Linked DNA regions of Ovis aries: regions 1 and 3 are each linked to region 2. A link is a contact called in public Hi-C data. All regions are on one chromosome and are shown on one strand. Each heading gives the region's core, a stretch centred on a gene start, on an enhancer-like site or on the middle of the called end of the contact. The rest is flanking DNA. Distances are from core to core; before and after follow the strand shown.

What was found. Hi-C and Micro-C count contacts between places; a contact is called where the count stands out from the background.
Region 1: a contact with region 2 is called in a Hi-C map of tail adipose tissue, with 4 times the contacts expected there. The contact joins the enhancer-like site here to the promoter of ZFP36L1 in region 2. A contact is called at or near these places in 4 of 16 Hi-C or Micro-C datasets (hypothalamus, muscle and tail adipose tissue).
Region 3: a contact with region 2 is called in a Hi-C map of tail adipose tissue, with 3 times the contacts expected there. The contact joins the enhancer-like site here to the promoter of ZFP36L1 in region 2. A contact is called at or near these places in 4 of 16 Hi-C or Micro-C datasets (hypothalamus, mesenteric adipose tissue, muscle and 1 more).

Annotation. Positions count from the first base shown.
Region 1 is chr7:78,368,213-78,370,912 of ARS-UI_Ramb_v3.0, reverse strand. The region is part of intron 10 of RAD51B (RAD51 paralog B); the gene reads right to left. Among named protein-coding and RNA genes, the nearest start is that of ZFP36L1, 330 kb to the left of the region's middle. Within about 2 kb of position 1,287, at least 15 of the 54 cell types and tissues checked have an H3K27ac peak or open chromatin away from gene starts, as enhancers often do. A contact at or near this core is called in tail adipose tissue, where this site is marked.
Region 2 is chr7:78,701,900-78,704,599 of ARS-UI_Ramb_v3.0, reverse strand. ZFP36L1 (ZFP36 ring finger protein like 1) reads left to right here and starts at 1,437. Exons shown (of 2, transcript XM_015097137.4): 1 at 1,437-1,631. The coding sequence starts at 1,575.
Region 3 is chr7:78,294,833-78,297,532 of ARS-UI_Ramb_v3.0, reverse strand. The region is part of intron 8 of RAD51B (RAD51 paralog B); the gene reads right to left. Among named protein-coding and RNA genes, the nearest start is that of ZFP36L1, 410 kb to the left of the region's middle. Within about 2 kb of position 1,447, at least 9 of the 54 cell types and tissues checked have an H3K27ac peak or open chromatin away from gene starts, as enhancers often do. A contact at or near this core is called in tail adipose tissue, where this site is marked.

The DNA of each region.
Region 1 (2,700 bases), core at 38-2,537, 330 kb after region 2:
GGCTGTTGCCATCCCATGGCGGCAAAGCCTTCAGCCCCAAGCATCTAGAGACCTGAACAAAGGCCTCTTCATCTTCACCTTCCCTGCTAGGTCTGAGATGGCTGGCTCAATGGTAAAGGGGTGGGGGGGCAAATCTGTTACCATCTCAACAGCAATCAACTAATTAATCCCCATTATGTTGGCTTCCGTTTCCTTCTTCCAAGCAGCCCGGTCCTGTTTCATTTCACAAATCATGCCCCCATCAGCTCGAGACAAAGGTCATAGTGTCCCTATGGCCTCTGTTGGTCTAAAGGGAAAAAAAAGAAGAGAGGGAGAGAAAGAATGTTTGAAAAACCATCGCTGTCATGAAATGCACTAGCTTCTCACCAGCAGCCTAAATAAATTTCTCCTTCTGGTGGCAGTCCTCTGACATGTGTACCTATCTATCTATTACACAGGGAGCCAATGGCTTAGTAAACCAGAGACACCCAGAAACTCAGCACAGGTGTGGGCTAAGGCCCCACAGCCCTGGCTAGACTGCCGATAGCTGTGAACAAAAGGGGAGCCTTTCTGGGCAGGGTGGGAAGAGGTCATCCAGAGACGCGGGAGCCCCCCTTCAGCTTCCTCTACTGCCCCCAGGTTTTCCCCTGAGAAAGCCAGCTGCCATCTGCAGCCAGGAAGCCCTCACAAAGGCTGGGGGCTGTGACTTAGATGTTTTGTGCTACACCTAGCACACCCCAGCCCTGAACAAATGCCGAGGGCTTCCACCGCAATGGGAGCCATTGAAAACAGCCCTGGCGGGGGTGGGGGGGACCTGGCCTCTCGAGGGGATGCTGCTGACCAAAATGCTGCTTACAAGGTTGTGCCTCAGACCCTTTGTTAGCGTGGACGTGGGCGAGCCTCAGGGGGTCATGTCTTCATCTGCCTCCATTTATCCTCCCTATTGAAGGGCTCCTTCAGGACATCGGTCAGTCTCTGTGGGAAGTGATTTGGAGAGCAACAAAGGAACTTGGGCCCTTTGGGGGGGCCTTCAGAATTCAGTAAACATCTGGACACGGAAGGCCAGGTTCTCAAGCAGTCTAGCTGCGGAGATGTCAAAAGAGAGAAAGAGCTGTGTGTGCAGTGCAGGCTCTCAGTTCTGTGGCGACATTTGTTGTTGAGAAACAGAGACACCCCAGTAGGTATATAGGAAGATTTTTCAAAAGCTCCTCTGTTTGTCAGTTTTTGTGAGTGCAGTGCACTATTTGTCAGTTCTCATGGCATGTGTGAGGAAATAGAAGTTTCACATGGCTAGGGAGCAGCATGTGATGGATGCTCTGATTCTGTGTGGACTATGAATAACCCAAGGTTGCATAAGCCTGTCCTGGGAATTGTTGTTAAGCACTTCTGTTATCCTTGAGCTCTGTAAAGCACTTTCTAGTCAAGGTGATTTGTTGGCTTCTCATCAGGAGCACATTTTAATTGACAAAAAAATGAAGTACTGAGGCTAAGTGATTTACACTTCATCACACGATAAAATTCAGGATCTGAACTCTTGACTCTCAGTGTTCCCTTTATTGTTGAATCAATCCATTTAGAACACATTAGTCAGCATGATTCAACATGAGTCACACGGCACTAATCAGCATTCCCCAGTGTGCCCAAATCTATCCTCAAACAGCAAAAGAAACTGGCCTCTGTCAAGAGACAATGGAAGGCCATTTTCGTCAGTATTCAGGAGCTGACATCCAGTTCAAGTCCCTTGTCCTCTCAGGAACCTTCCTCCGTCATCCCAGATGGAATGAGTCGTATATCCTCTATCCTTTCAGGTCCCATTGTTTAAGCCTTGATAATAGGTGTGGCAGTTTGCTACTTTGTTTTTAAGCTAACTATTTAGATTGTCAACTGCTAAAATACCGGATTTTTTTTTTTTTTAATCAGCCTCTCTATCCTGAGCACCATGGTTTATATACAATAGATGTTCAAGAAATACCTACTTACCTGAACTCACTGAAATGGAGCCTAAGCCGTATTCCAGAAAGAACCCCAAGTCCTTCTGGAAGAGGTTTTCAAAGAAAATCAACAACCTGAATTGATTTAACATCTTTGGGTATTATTACCTGGGCATTTTCACAAATGCAAATTGTTAACTCTGCAAAGATAGCTAAAAGGCTTCCCGGGTCCAAAAGTGGAGTATGGATCTATTCTAACCATAGTCCAGGCCTTGGAATAAGTTTTTCTCTATAACCTTATTCAAACTGACATTTTGTTTCATGGTTTTTTTTGAAGGTGGAGACAGAAAAAACATTTTGGGGAAAAAATGTGTTTAGTCTATGACTTTGGAACCAAATTTATACTCTGCTTTGTGCTATAAGCACTAGCTCTTGTTCAAGTATTTTTCTTGAATAGTGCACAATAGCAAAACACGTCCTAAGTTTCTGCTTGACAGAGATTTTGTTTTGGAAGGGGAACCAAGATTTCTGGGTGTTGATCTTTGGTGGCATTGCTGACTGTGATACTCTACGGCTCTGTTTTAGACTCTATTAAAGAATGTCCTGATACCATTTTAAACATACCTTTGTTTTTTTAAGAACGGAAAAGAGATTTATCTGAGCCAAACTATTTTCCAGGTAACTCTGAGAAACTGCAATATTTATACTGCATTTGGACCTTATGCAACAAGTCCAGCTCTAGGGTCTGTACTATTGTACCCTGGGGCCTAATCTCTGCAACTATGCTCCT
Region 2 (2,700 bases), core at 188-2,687:
TGGGGGACGCATTCGCAACTTTTTATTTGGGTGGGTGGAGGGGTGTCCGAACAAACAGTAAATAAATATATACTTTCCAATTTTCAGAAGAGTAATTGCCAACTCGAGGCCTTTCGGTTTCGAGGATCCCATGCCCCCTCCCCCCATCCCGCCAAAACAGCGCAGTGTGACAAGCCATATGTTCCATTCCCGTGAGGGCGGGGGAGAAGCAACAGTAAGTGTCGCCTCCCCCCATCTTTGTATCTTCATTCTTACCAAAGTAACTTTTTTTTTTTTTTTTTTGGTTCCAGCGTCTGTGGTGTGTATACGTGTTGCTTAGGGAGTTTCGGGCGCAGCCTGTGGTTCAGAGCGCGGGGCAAGTTGTGCGTTGCTGGGTGATTTTTTTTCGGGGGTGGGCAGAAGGGCGTTCGTGAGGATTCAGGTTTGTTTTAGAAAACTATTTAAAGATTACTGCGTGCAATAAATACCACTCCCAGGCCTGTGAAAACAAACAGCCCGGGCGGGGGTCTTTTTCGTGGAGCATCCCCACCACCCCGCCCCCCCGGCCCCCCGCCCCCCCGCCCCGGCCCAGACTTGGAGGGTGTCCGCTGCACAGCGAACGCCAGTGTAGACGCGAGCGGCGCGCGAAATCGCTTGGTGCTCGCCGTCGCCAGGCCCGGTCCTCCAGGGTGTGTGTGTGTGTGTGTTTTGGGGGGGAACCTCCTTAATCCTTGTCCCTCACCCCACCCCTGAATAAACAAAACCCTAGACGTGAACGCTCTGTGCTCCCCGTATTTCCAGTTTCCTCTCCCCGTGGGATTTGCGGAGGGGAACCAAGGGCTGAAAAGATCCCGGGGAAAGAGCGAAGTTGTGCGGGAACTTAGAGAAGTTTCAAGGGAGATCGGCACAAGATGGAAACCGGGCGCTTAGGACGGGCTTCTGCTCCCGCTAGCAAAAAGAGAAAGTCGAGCCCGCCTTCCAGCCCTACCAAAAAAAAGAAAAGAAAAATAACAACACAACAACAAGAACCCCGAAGAGTGTGGAATGAGTGATGTCACAGAGCAGCGCTCGCAGGCTGACAAAAGGGGGGCGCCCCTTCCCCACCCCCCGCGCCGCGCGCGGCCCCAGAAAGGGGCGCCGGCAGCCCGAGGTAGACAGGCGAGCGGACTCGAAAGTTTTCCTCTTTAAGAAAAAAAAAAAGTTGTGCGCGGCTCGCAGTGGGTTTTTTTTTTCCCCCCTCTTCGCCTTCTTTCCTCGTCTCCCCTCCCCCCTCTTCCTTTTGAAAGTTTCTTTTTTTTTTTTTTTCCCCCGAGTTTGACCGCATGGCTGATTCAACTTCAGTGTCAATCAACTTTTTTTTCTTCTCTTCCTCATTTAAATAAGTTTAAAGCTCCTCCTCCCCCTCCGGCCCACCAAATCTGAAACTTATATAAATTGGGCTTCGCGCGCCGCAGCTCGGGAGAGTCGGAAAGGCGAGGGGCGCCGGGAGCAGGCGTGTGGGACTCCTGACCGGAGAGCCGGAGGCTGCGCCTTCCCCGCACCGGGACCTTCGCGACACACCAGACCCTCGTCCCTGCCCCGCGCGAGCGCCCAAGATGACCACCACCCTCGTGTCTGCCACCATCTTCGACTTGAGCGAAGTTTTATGCAAGGTAAAGTGGGGCGCACCGCTTGCTTTTCAAAGTCTTTTTTCTTTTGTCCTCAAAAAGAATCTCCAAAAGTTTAGGTCTGGACGGGCAGGGGTGGGGGAGAGAAAGAGGCGAGATGGTGGTTTTTTCCGCCTCATTTTTCTCCCCAGTTTGAAGGAATTTGGCTTTCTCCTCCCCACCCTTTGCGTTTCGACTGTTCTGGCGGGGATTACCTGGGAATCCAGAGACCAGAGTTTTAGGGGCGCAGTGTGCGTGGGGGCTTCCCTGGGCAATGTTTGGGATTGGGGCAATTTTTCGGTAATTCTTTTCGTCCGTGACGTGCCACTCTTGAGCCCGGCTTCGCTTGTCCGCTGCGTTTCGGGTGTCGCCGCTCCCGGGAGGGAGTTCGAGTCTCTCCAGCCACTTTGCCGGACTGCAGGTCGGGAGGTGCGGGTCCCTCGGGAAGGAGAATCTCGGGATGATGTTTTGCTGGGTGATTTCCCCCTCTGTTCTGGAGAGGCTGGGGATCTGCGAGAAAAAGGCCAAGAGTTGTGATTCAAAGCATGTTGTCAAACGAGTTTGCATTGGGACTTCAGTTCGCCCCAGCTCGACAGGCTTCCTCTTGTGATAGCCGATCGTGCTGCAGACTTTGGGGGTGAAAGTGGCGCTCGGGTTCACCCGCTTCCCTCTTTTCTGAGAAAATGAGATTCGTGGATATGGACGGGATTGGGGGGGGGCGGTGGGGGAGACACGACGACAAAATGCCCGTCTGAGCTCTAGGGTCTTGGCGAGGAAGGATTTAATGAGGGCCTCCTTAAGTCGTATGGCTTGCCAGCCGGTGTGGAAAAAGGCGAGTTTTAAATCCGAAATATTTATTCCAGAAGTGCAGTTTAAGGGTATATAACAGAAGCCTGTGGATGTTAGATTTTTTTTTTTCGCCCCCTCTCCCCGGTTTGAAAGAGAGAAGCTGCTTGGCTGCTTTTAATTGCTAAAGTGTTTTGCCTTCTTTTAAACACGTCGAGTCATGTTGCTGTCTTTTCCTAGCTTGCTTCTCCAGTCGGTGCAGCTGCCAGGGCCCCAGGGCTGCAGAGTT
Region 3 (2,700 bases), core at 198-2,697, 410 kb after region 2:
CACTTCAAAAAAAAATTTTTTTTTAATAAAAACTCCAAAACCCATAGGGGTTGTAAAACAGCTTTGTGTGGAAGAAGGGCAAGTTTTCTCTTCAGAGAAGCTCATTTCATAGGGTTGGGCAAAGAGAGAGATGATGATGGGGTAGGGGGCGGGGAAGGGTGGGAACGCAGAAGAAGGGGAGGCGGGCGAGGAGGAGATAAAGGAGGAAGAATCCCTGGCTTTAAAAAGCAACATTGTCCAGAGAGGTGAAAGGGAACAGATGGCCGTGGAGAATGTGGCCCTCAAAGCCCCAAAGAAAGGGGCGATGCTGACAGATCTTGCTGTTTCCCATTGACGCCTGAATGTTCTAGTGTGGGGAGCCGAGGCCAGTGGAGGGGGGGAAACAGACCTCTGTTCCCAGCGACTCGCTGGGGCACCAGCGGTGTGGAGGATCACTGAGAAAAAAAGCAGGCGGGGGCAGGGAGGGCAAGCAGCTGTGGCCGCAGAGGGCAGGACGGCCGCGGGGGCGTGCGGGTTTCCACAGCCTTCTCTTTTGGCCCGGCCAGGAAAGGTCAGCCCAGCACTGGTCTTTGCCCTGGCAAAGGTGAAGGAAAGGACAGTGGCTGGGGCCCAGTGTCTCAGCATCCTCCCCCACCCCCAAAGGCACTGGGGGAGGCCTGCCGGGGACCAAATAGATACCTTGGGAGAGGGAAATGAAGAAAATATTCCAAATGCTTTTAGAGGATTGAAACTACAGTAAACAAGAAATCTGGGTCTTTGAAAGAGGTCAGAGAATCTTGCCAAGTAAATCCCGTATGATTTCAAGGAGTCTCAGGGCAGAGAAGATTTGCTGAGGAAATCCAGCAGGAGTTGGGGGGCAGACTCAGGAAGGAGCCCAGAGATCTGAATCTGCGCCCAAAGAGGCACCAAATTCTGAGTGGGGCTTTGCTGGACACAGTGGGATGACAGGGGGAGAGGAGGGACCTTTGGCACCCAGGGTGTGCTCGCAAGTGTGTGTGTTTGCGCGCGCGCGCGCATGTGTGTGTGTGTATCTGTGTGTGTGTGTGTGTGTGTGTGTGTGTGTGTGTGAGACAGGCACCAGGATGGGGTTGCTGGTGGGCTCACTGCTGGTGGATGTCAGGAGACTCACAAGTCACCATGGAGCGATGCTGGTATAGGCACGTCTGGTCTCCTGGGAGTGCATATACCCCTGCATATGGAGGCCTGGATGATTGGTTTAAGGAGTTAAGGGTTTGTGGAAGCAGCGATTGCAAAAAGGCCCATAAACTTCAGGGCACAAAGATGCATCCATCAGTATACTTTCCTTAATCCTTAATATAACTCTGATCAAGAAAATTTCTGTTCCAAATGACCCCTTGAACTCTCCCTACAGCCCCTAGAGGATGATGAAAGAATTCAGCCCTACTCCTACCCAATGAGGAGGGAGCCACATTCTTCTTGGCTCACTGTCCTGTTGGCCCACAGAGACCTGCACAAGCTCAAAACATTTCTCTGGTTTTGATTTGCCTCTCTCTTCTGCCCTGACTCAGAAAATGAGAGAGAACTGAACTCAGGCCTAAGGATCTTGAGACAGCGGGGCATGAGTTTGGGGAAACAGACCAGAATCATTATTTGGAAACATTCCTACACATCTTAGACCCCCACAAATACCTCTCATCTAACCCCCAATGGGAATTGCTTAGTCACAGTGTCCGACTCTTTGCAACTCCATGGACTGTAGCCCACCAGGCTCCTCTGTCTGTAAGATTTCCCAAGCAAGAATCCTGGAGTGGGTTGCCATTTCTTCCTCCAAGGGGATCTTCCCGACCTAGGGATCGAACCCGTGTCTCCTGTATTGGCAGGTGGATTCTTTACACTGAACCACCAGAAAGCCCTCAGTTGGGAGTAAGAGAAGTTAAAAGGTGGCTCTAAATATATTTAGTGACCTGGCACATTCATCTTAACCTGGGCTAGGTCTCCATTTCCCCAGGAAAGAGGATGTGGCAATGGCTGTCAAGCCATATTGCACTGTGCATACACTGAGTTACTGAGAAAATTCCCATGGAGCAGTGTAATAAAAAAAGATCAACCATGATGAAGACTTTGCTTTTTTATTTCCCAGCTTCATCCAAATTGCTCCCCAGGCGCTTTAGATTTAGAAAGCTCCACTAATCAACCTTATAAACAGCAGCCCAGCCACTACACAGAAATGACTTTGTATAGCTCCTAAGTGAATTTACCCCTGGGGATAGAAGATGCCCAAGGCTTTAACAATTACAACAGAACACAGCCTCAGGAGGAGAATAGAAGACAAGTACGCTTTGACATCCCAATTGAAACTCTAGGCTGAATCCAACATAGAAGAATGTAATTACCTTTCCTAGTTTGACGGTCCACTAAAGAAACTGGAGAAGTGGAATACCTATTAGGTCCCCACTAATCCTCCTCCTAAATTCAAAGCAGGGTCAGTCCCTGGAATTCATTTCTGGGTATTCTTACTCTCTGCTATTGTTAAACAGCTCAATTGATAAGTGCTTGCAGCTAATAATGCTTTCTACTGAGCCCTCCCCCTCCTCTTTCCCAGCCGCTCAAAGCACTTTACAAATATCACCTCATTATTCTTTACAACACTCAAGTGAGCCTGATAGGTGGAAAGGTTCATTATCTTCTCCTTACCAATAGGGGAAATAGACAAAGGAAGAAGTGACTCATTTGAGCCAA